Linked DNA regions of Cricetulus griseus: region 1 is linked to region 2. Evidence: chromatin contacts called from public Micro-C data. All regions are on one chromosome and are shown on one strand. Each heading gives the region's core, a stretch centred on a gene start, on an enhancer-like site or on the middle of the called end of the contact. The rest is flanking DNA. Distances are from core to core; before and after follow the strand shown. Region 1 has its middle 26 kb from the start of Mir31. Region 2 overlaps LOC118238309 (a long non-coding RNA gene).

The links. Hi-C and Micro-C count contacts between places; a contact is called where the count stands out from the background.
Region 1: a Micro-C map of the CHO-K1 cell line shows a contact between it and region 2, with 4 times the contacts expected there. The contact joins two enhancer-like sites. A contact is called at or near these places in 3 of 8 Hi-C or Micro-C datasets (the CHO-K1 cell line and fibroblasts).

What each region holds. Positions count from the first base shown.
Region 1 is chr2:59,169,872-59,174,759 of CriGri-PICRH-1.0, reverse strand. No RefSeq gene overlaps it. Among named protein-coding and RNA genes, the nearest start is that of Mir31, 26 kb to the left of the region's middle. Within about 2 kb of position 2,584, at least 6 of the 6 cell types and tissues checked have open chromatin away from gene starts, as enhancers often do. A contact at or near this core is called in the CHO-K1 cell line and fibroblasts, where this site is marked.
Region 2 is chr2:59,050,159-59,055,099 of CriGri-PICRH-1.0, reverse strand. It overlaps LOC118238309 (a long non-coding RNA gene), which reads left to right. Exons shown (of 3, transcript XR_004768215.1): 2 at 1-1,442; 3 at 4,092-4,941. Among named protein-coding and RNA genes, the nearest start is that of Mtap, 90 kb to the right of the region's middle. Within about 2 kb of position 3,414, at least 2 of the 6 cell types and tissues checked have open chromatin away from gene starts, as enhancers often do. A contact at or near this core is called in the CHO-K1 cell line and fibroblasts, where this site is marked.

The sequences.
Region 1 (4,888 bases), core at 1,335-3,834, 120 kb before region 2:
AGTAGAAAATGCTAGAGAATCTACAAGTAAATCTTGAGCCTAAACTCCACCTTTTACCCTCCTTACTACTAAAGCCAACACACATTTTCCCCATAGCTATGCTTAGAGTTTTCCACCTCATCACAAACTTCCTCCCATTTTTTTTTTTTTTTTTTTTTTGATAACTCCCTAGGGTCTCCCTCATAGAAAAGCATGGAATGAAAAATAGCCAGAGACTCTGCCAACCAAGCAAGCATGTTAGGGCGCTTACATGTACAAATTAAATAACTGATCTTTCTACACATGTATTGCCACTGTTTAAAAGCCCCCAGTGAAGGCATAGCTCACAATTCAAAGATCTCAAATTTCACCATTTCTTACTTAGGCTGGCTCTACTCTAGATTCAACAGGTTTTTTTGTTTGTTTGTTTGTTTCCCACATTACAGAACTATGTTGTAACAAAGTTTCTCTCTCATTAAAACTTTTGAAACCTTTAGAGGTTACTTTTACTCAACTATTTGTGGTAGATACATCAAGAAGATGTCAACAATTTATTATGAGTTCTTTCTTATTTATGATTAGAGAATTATCTGCCCTAAAATGTCTTCATTCTATATTAGCATTTAATACTATACTTTATCCTAAAATGTTAACAATCAGTGACTACATTTTAGCCTTTTTGCAGTTTAAATTTAAGAGCCTCCACAATGTTCAGAGGCTAAAAATACTTAGACACAAGTAATGAAGAGAAATTGTGACTATGGAAAATTTAATGGTACCTAATCTCAAGAGGTCAATATACCCAGCAAAATACATCCTACAAAACCTATCACTGAAGAAAAGTGTTATTAAAGTAAATCAATTAATGATCTGTAATTACCCTAAATAGTTAACAACTGTCTTTAACTATAGCTTCAACTTTGGGCCAAATTAAGAAAGTTGATTTCAAACTAAGAGGAAAAAATGATACACAGGAAAATTGTTTTGCTTTCCATTTTTTCCACTTCTGTTTTATAAAGATGCTCAAATATTAAAAATTTCATAGCTTCTTTCTTACATTAACCTATTTAAAATCTGAAAACAAGCCAACCCCACGTCAGTCAAGTATTTTGTCACTACTACATACTCTTCAGAACTTACAAAACTTCACCCAGATTCTACTAGATACTTTTCAGGTTTCTTGCTTTCTCTCACATCTACCATGAAACCAATAGCTACATATATAATAAAGACCTAACACGATGTAAAGCAAAAAACTTCCATGAGGTCCACCCTCCAAAAAAAAAAAATTAATCACAAATCAAAAATGCCAATTTGGGGCCCAACCTAGTTTCCAAGAGGCTCTGCACGAATTACAAAGGAAAAGGAAGGCTAGCTATAGTACTTCTTTGGTAGGGAATGTGACTAAACATTATTCTTTTGACCCTTTTTTGATGATAAAAATCAAGATAAAGAACATGCCTACGGAATTAACTCTGGGGATACTGAAAAATAACCAGAATAAGAGTGGAAAAACAACTTTAAAAGTTAGCCCCCACTTCAACCAAACACAAACTCACTAAAGTTGAGAGTCACCTTTCAATCACTTCAAACAAAAATTAACTCAACAAAAACTATCTCAAAACAAATTATAAAACTGAGCCTTGTTGAAACTTCTGCCTACCAAGCATTTTAATCCACAGGTAATAAACTCTGCACAAAAACCTTACTTTTTTTTTTTTTCCTGCCCTAATTCCACTTCAAAGGTGCCAAGACTTCAATGAGGAAGCTGAAAGGCCCGATTCGGAATCCGCAAGGCACCCCCGGGTGTTTGTGGCCCGAGCCACAGACACTTGCTCCAACACTGGGTGCAGGTTCTGAGCCCCCATTCCTAGCCCTATTGCCTTTGGGGCAGGGACAAAGCTGTCCCCCTGAGAAGCTGAGGTGTTGGGGGGGGCACTTTGTGCCTGTTTCGCTGCCTTCTGCGTTGCCACTGCCTAACTAAGGGAACCCTGCAACAACTGTCTCCCTAGAGGAGCAGGGACTTTTCAGGTGGGGTCACCGAGAGAGGGTCGGCGTATTGGGAACACCCTTTTCCCACTGTGGCTGCTCTGAAAGCAGACGACACGTCCTGGTGAGGGTTTTCCTCGCGCGCCTGATTTCTGTTCACCCCCTCCCAGCCCCGAGGAGCCCGGAAAGTTTCCAAGCACCGGGAGTTTGAAGTGGTGCGTGGGCCGCACAGGGACGCCCCAGCCGAGAGCGCCAGTGACCATCGCGCTCCGGTTCCCGCGTGCTCGAGGATCGCGCGCGGCCCGGGCATATGGCCGAGCGCGGGTGACGGTGCAGGACCGCGCTCCGCTCCCCACGCGCCCTGCGGGGTCACCTCGTCCCTGGTCCCCCGGGTGCTCGCCGCGCGCCAATGCCCGCGCCCGCTTACCTGAGGCCTTTCCGAGCCCCGCGTGCGCGTCTTCATCCCGCGTTGTGCGCAGGTCGTAGACGCAGCGGGCTGTGCCACCTCCGCACGCCCACACCTGCCGCGCGGCCCGACGCCCCGCCCTGGCCCCGCCCCGAGAGGGACCCGGCCGCGCCTCCGCCCGGTCAGCTTTAGCTGCGCTCGGTGCAGCTCCCCAGCGCCGCGGCCTGGCAAGGACAAGATGGTCACCGCCCATGCTGCAGTCACCGCACAGCCACCTGCTTGAACCACAGCCCTCCGGACATATTGAAAGCTATGCCGCCAGGGGTCCTTCGGAGCCCTGTAGGGTGGCGACACCATCCCCCTTCCCCTGAGAGTCTAAACGACCTTCAAGGCCAGTGGGGGAATTCTACCATCCCTTATATTCGCGACACTGGCTGCGTCGAACCTCCACCCCCACCCCAACCCCCTGCTAGGTACCTATGCAAGCCCAGATCTCTGCTATTTTAGAGAGGGCTTGGCGCTCTGAATCTCTCTACTAACTTTCCCTTTGGATGAATGTTCCCTTTCTTTGTACTGCCATGTCTCTAAGAACATCATTTTTACTGTCCCGGGAGATTCGTGTTTAATAATATAGTGTATAAGCAGAGGTGTGTGCTTCCCTAGTCCTTTCTAACTAAATTTCAGCTACCTGAAGATAGAGACTAAGTTCCATCTTGGAAAATTTCAAGTAAATACAGAATTATATACACAGGGTTTTTGTCTGTGGTCTCTGCAAACGCAGCATGAGGCCTTTTACCCTCATGTAAGAGAGTGGAAATTGTCTTCTGCAAGTAAATGCAATTACATTTTAATAAAGGCTCCATTACCCCCAAGAAAAATTCTACAGGTGGGGTGCAGAAAGGGGACGAGCAGGATTCACAGTGATGTTTCATTAATTATATGATAACATCTCAGTGTAAAAATTATTTATTCAACCAAGATGAAAATTAATCACCAGATGTTCAGTAATGAAATGGTATTCATTGCTTAGCCAACTATAAAAAAGGCAAGTCAAGTAGGGTTAGTTTATTACACAAATTGCACTAACATGAGCACATATTTGAGTCCAAGACTTATGTGTGAGACTCAAGTTTAATTTTTCCTGATAAAGCAGGTGCATGAAATGTTTCTATCTTTTCTACACTGAAGTTATGTGTCAGGAGGTCAGGGCCTGATTAATAGTGTTCAGTACACAATAGTAGGAATCATTACACTTCACTTAAGATGGCTCTAATTCAAGACCCCCTTTTTGAAGAATGAAAACCCTCAAACTATCTCGGCTACGTTGATCAAGAAGTAAGAACAACAATTAAACACATTGTCACTATTAAAATAGTCCTGAAATTTTTGAAAGAAAATTAGCTTTCAAGTTTATACTGATTGTGCACAGGAAAAAAAAAATCAAATACTGCAAATGTGAAGAGAACGATTTAAAATGTGAATCCAGAAAGAGCTGTTTGTTTGGGGTGGGGGAGGGACATGTAGTTAAATCTATTTATGGAAAACCCAAAGCATTCTTTGAAGTGCAAATGTATTAATTCTAAATTTATTTATTGAATCATGATATCATCAGATTAGGTAGCCATTTAACACAATTCTTTTGGTGAAATGGGAAAAAAATCCTTTTATATGAATCCCACCAGGAAAGACTGTCAGAATACCCAATACATGAGTCAATGCAAGCACTTCATTTGTGGGACTTTTATAATAATAGTATAGATAAGATTTCCTAATTGCTTATGCAAAATTAGGTATCATGATACTTTGAACAGAAAGTAGTCAAAGAAGAGATGATACATCTCAAATAATAAATATCAATGTAAAGGAAAACAACCATCTGTCCTTCAGACTTTGAACCAGGAACACAAGTTGTTTGTCCCCAAACAAGTGCAAATGATGGCATCACCATTTTGAACACAGAAATAATGCACAAAGCATAGGAGAGAGGCGCTCATCTCTTCCATTAAAGTTCTGTTGAGCTTCTGACTGGAACATGCCAAATACCCATTCAGTGTTGGCCATTCATCCAACTGATGGGTAATGCTGCCAGTTTATTAGACTTTAAATATGATTTTAAGGAATATTTCTTTTTAGTGGAAAAAACTAAAAGACAACATAATAGATATCTATGCTTAGTGTTAACATCTGTTAAAACTAGGCTGTGGTGTAGGAATGTCTAAGAGTATTTTCAAAATGTCTTAAAGATAAGATTGAAGCAAATGAAAAAATATAATAGTGATGAATAAAACACTAAAGTCTTTCAAAAAAACAATTGTGGTTACTTGTTTGTCCTTATAAAACCTATGAAGTTGTCAGACATTTAAAGGAATTATCTTTCAGCTTTAGATGTAAAAAGAGGGGTGGAAGGAATATGTTTTGGGTTATGTGTGCAGTGAGAAATGAAAAACCCTAATGGAGACAATGTCATGTTTTTCCACATTAAATATCACAGGTAAATAGAAACAAGCTGAGGGT
Region 2 (4,941 bases), core at 2,165-4,664:
CAAATCCCTCAGGAAGTGAAGATCAAGAAGAAATGGTTGGAAATTTTCCAGTTAACTCTGAGTAATCATGAGGTAATCTGTATAATACATAAACCCATTCACACCACCTCTTCTCCAAATTCCCCAGAAGCATTATTAATCAGCATGGCAAGCCGTTAAAAAAAGAAAGAAAGAAAAAGGATGCCAGACTGTCTGGAAGGAAAGACTGAGCAAGAGGCATGTTGCTGTAACATGAGCAGACCATTCTATCATCAATGCAGTCCTAGAGGGCTCTGGTTTTAGCATTTATCAGCATCAAGAACATCCCAAAGTTTACTGAGCCATGAGTGATAGCAAAGTGAACACTTAAATGCAAAGTATCCGAGGATTATGCTGCCAAGCGTAAGAGGTTGCCATGCTGAATCAAGGAGTGTGCCGCAAGCACTTTGACTGCTGGTCTGTAAAACCCTACATGCAAATAGCCAAGGGCTGTACCAGAAGATAAGAGCAGCAAGGCTGTGTTCAAAGGCAGGGGAGAGGAAGGTACTTATGGCCAAGAGGAAGTCAGATAATGCTAACACAGCACACTTGGAAAAGCCATTTCGTATTACTGCATCTGCTCTGCAGCACCTATGGGCAGCAGAGGGAGGCATGTTTTGTTCTCTCTTTCTTCCAAAATAGGAAATAATCTGTATTTTCAAATTATTTATATTGTCTTAATTAAAATTTATATGAAGCTTAAGACATGTTCACTATTAACCCAATTTTAATGATAACATAGAAGATTGTAATAGTCAAGATTGAACAGTCAGTCACGTTGCTGGTAAGAGATACCAGAACAGTGGATCTGACTCCAAGTTCCTTTAGCACCAAGCTACATTAATTTCATTAAAACTTGAGTTGCCCCGGGGTTTCTAATCTCAGTAGTATCTCTACTAAGTCCAAAGCCTTTTATTTTCCAAGTCTACACTTCACCTACTATTGAATCTGGTGATAGATTTTTATTAAAATAAATATAGATCCTTCCTTTCTAAGAAACACTGAAGTGAAATTATTTCTCTATAATGGTTCCCATCTAGAAAAAAAAAAAAAAGCATATTCCTCAGACATAAATACTTTCTGAGCACCCACCACCTGCACCATACTGTGTTAGCACTTGCTGAACTCACTAAAATCTGATAGTTTGTGGAATTCCCAACAGCAATATATTTCTCTCAAACCAACGAAAGTAGACATTCATAACCTTTCAGGGTTACTCATAACCTATTTGTGTTTACTTTTAAGAGGTGTACAGACACAAGATTATTCCATTTCCTTCTGTGCTGTTCAAGGAGAGACGGTATGAGCCCAGCTTCCGGATGTTGAATCATATGACTTGAACCAGAGGTCAGGTAAAGTGGTGGTCAACTTCAGGTTCCAACCTGCAAAACAGCCCACCTCTGGAAGCCTAGTCATTCAGGGAGGTGAGCGTGCCAGACACCACAAACCCAGACTTGCTGGTAGAGGCCCCTCAAGCCAAACAGCAGCACAGCCAGTAAAGGGTGGTGGGAGGTAGAAAGCAAGCTCGAGGCTGGCAAGGGGGCGGAGTGAGTCACTTCTTTGATGTGGAGTGGTTATTACAAACACAGCAAAGGTGAGCAAGCATTTCCTTCCCCTGACTACTGTGACTACTGGTGTAGGAAACTGAGTCATGGGCTAGGACAGCTTTAGAGTTGCAGGAGAGGAAAATTCTTATTTATAGTCTAACATCAATTTTACTAAGATGCATTTTGTCAATCTGGTAAATCTGCAGTCTGCCTTATGTGGATAAGCCAGTTTCCTACTTATTTGCAAAATATTTTCTCACTGTTCTTTTCTTAGTAAAGATGCTCTTTGAGAGTTGTATACACTCAACCTGATCCTTTATAGGTAATGATTATTTAAAGAAATGCATTCATTTTGTAATTTCAACACTAGGAAGGTAGAGACAGGAAGATCAGAAGTTCAAGGTCATCCTCAGATAAAAGGCAAGTTCGAGGTCAGCCTCACCTATAAAAGAACCTGTCTAAGAAAAAGGAGATGGGAGGAAGAAAGAGAAGAAGAAAGAAAAGAACATAAATTCTTAACAATACATCCAAAATGTTGGCTCACATCAGTCAGAATAATGATATAAGACTTTCAGAGAAAGTATCTGTGTGAATTATTGCATTTCCTTCCCTAAGACCAGGCTTAATATTACCTCCTTTCATCTCTTTTATAAATATATATTTTAATTTCCTAACCAGCAAAAAAAAAAAAAATGCCTAAGTTTAAACACTATTTACCTGAAGCAGAACAGAGCAAGAGGGTCTATTCTGAGTAGAGTACATTGATTTCCTTGTTATCGTTGGTTAAGAATTTCATCAAATTGCAGGCCCTAAACTAGCCCGGTATTTATAAGTCAGCCATAGTTTGGTGTTCTTAGTTTTGCCTGGCTAGGGCACTATACTCACAGAAACGCTCTGTGATTTTATGAATGATTATATTTGTTACTTTTTACATCACTGTCACAAACTTCCTAGCAGAAAGGACTTGAGGGAGGGTTTATTTTGGCTAGGGACGGCCTGGTGTGGGGCAGGGGAGGCACAGGGCCAGGTGGTTCGCCTGCGATAATTGGAGTTTGCAGCAAAGCTTGCTTACATCTTAGAAGAACAGGAAACAGCTTGTTAGAGCCAAATACAGAGGGGAGTGCAGTTTCCAAAGACAGAGCCACTTCTGCTCACTGGGCCACAGTACCACAGGTTCCACAACCTTCTAAAACAGTGAGTTGTCTGTGGCAATGCTGAAATATGTGAACCTTACCGCAACAGAGACATCATTTGTTTATTTGACTTTATTAGAAAAAGACTAGATGTTCACTGCTGGAACCGTATCATCACTCCTTCCTTCCACGGTGCCACAAAATCTTCAGTGTAAATAAATCACAAATTGAAAGCTCAAATCACAGAAGAAAAAAAATGATGGCTTATAGACTTATCCATTTTCTTATTAATTGTTAAAAGTAATAATAGTAATAATGCCAGAGTCTGCTATAGCCATCAGGAATATAGCAAAACCAAATAGGAACTCACAGGGAAAAAAAGCAACATTTGTTTATGTTAATGGTGGTAAGTGCTTTTTAGCAAAACCAATTAACAGAAGGGTAAGGAGCAGGAAGAAGGGGTGTAATTTCAAATGGGGTGACCTGGGAAGTCTCACTAAGAAGGTTGCATCACAATTACGGTAAACTTGACCCTCAGTAACTACTGAAATCCAGAAATTGTTCTGGACTGATGGTGAAATCCACAAGGTTTGAAAATGATCAAGTGACCTACATGAGGACAATTTTCTCTTGCATTAGGAATTATATCTTACCCACACCTTATGACTCAGAAGGTATTAATTTTTATCTTCCTAACTCTGGTAGCCAAATGTTAGGATTGAGTCAGGCAAATATTTCCCAAATGAGTTGTAGAATGTACCCTTACTCACGATAGCACCACTAAAACCAGCAGACGTGTTCCTGGGCGGTAGAAACTTGTGTCTGAGACATTTGCATATTTAGAGGTGTTTTTATTCCTTTAAAAGAACATGACTGAGAATCACTTTTATAGCTAACAAGAGCCAGAGTAACTCATGTTAAAGAATAGGATTTAATTGATAGTTTAGAAGTTGAAAACTTCTGAGTAAAAGCTAGCCCCAAAGCATTTCATGGTGAAAAAAAAGTTTCATAATTTCCTTAAAAATATTCCAGATGATAACTGATTGAACTTTAAAATATTGGCTTTGGTATATTTTTTTCCTCCCACGAAGAAAATGCTTGTAAGAGCAAAAAATCCATTCTAAGTGGCTCTGAGGGAGTTCATGTTTTGTTTAAGAATTGTGGTTTCTCTTGGCTAGCAAACATACAGAAATAGTTTCCCTGGTGTAAAACATTAGAATGACAGACTCTTGTTGGGAATGGATAGAAATAGACATAATTACAACTGTAACTACAGGGAAAAGAAGGCAAATGATCAAACATTTATTGGGCTTAAGCACAGTAAATTGTCAACTCCAAAAATCATGATTTGTTTAATAAAAGTCAATACCACTGCATTCATGTCCAAATCTAGAGAAAAGAGACTTGGAGCCAGATTGGTACACTGGGAGTTTGTTGGCACTGCTGCTGAGAGGGACGAGCCCGAGAAAATGAAAGTAGAACTTGGCAAACAAGAATGGATCCTGCAGTTCAGTAGTCCAAAGCCAACAGCCAGTCCCTTGTAGAATTTTGAAGGTGGGATGACACTTCAACATTCTGCTCAGCTGAGACAAGCGGTTCCCTTTGACCAAAGGCATATCTGAGGCTGGGAATTTATCCGTGACTTGTTACCAGCCAATGTGGCAGCCAGGACATGAATTCCATGGCTGTGAAAGAGAACTTGGAAGACCTCAGCATCTGCAGCAGACAGTACGGCTTCATCTCTGATACAAGAATGGTGAAAGATGCACGGACTTCACTGTGTCGCTGCATAGGTTGGAGTGTGGGGTGGCATGCCCTTTCAAAACTGAAAATCTGGAACCACATTGCAGTCTGCGTGTTTATTAAAGGCAGGTACAGCTAGCAACCCCACTTGGTCTGGTACAAAAGGAAACGCAGGTTCTCTTGTTCAAAAGGAGGAAGAAAGATGCTGCTGATGGTCCCAAGGCATACATTTTCTATTCCTTCTTGATGGGTGCTCTACATTTTAGGATGTTTCATTTGCTATTTAATGCTGTTCTAGATAAGAAAATTTTACTTTAAAATCGCATTTAGGATTTGTGCTAAGTGAGGTATAATCTGATCTTACCAGAAAACTGAACAAGGAAGCTGTGTGAAGAGTAGAGAGGGGGGTGGGAGACAAACAAACAAAAAGGTGTGTAAGAGTAGGGGGTGGGAACAGACAGGTATGTTAACTTTATTCATACGGTGATTTTTTTTTTACT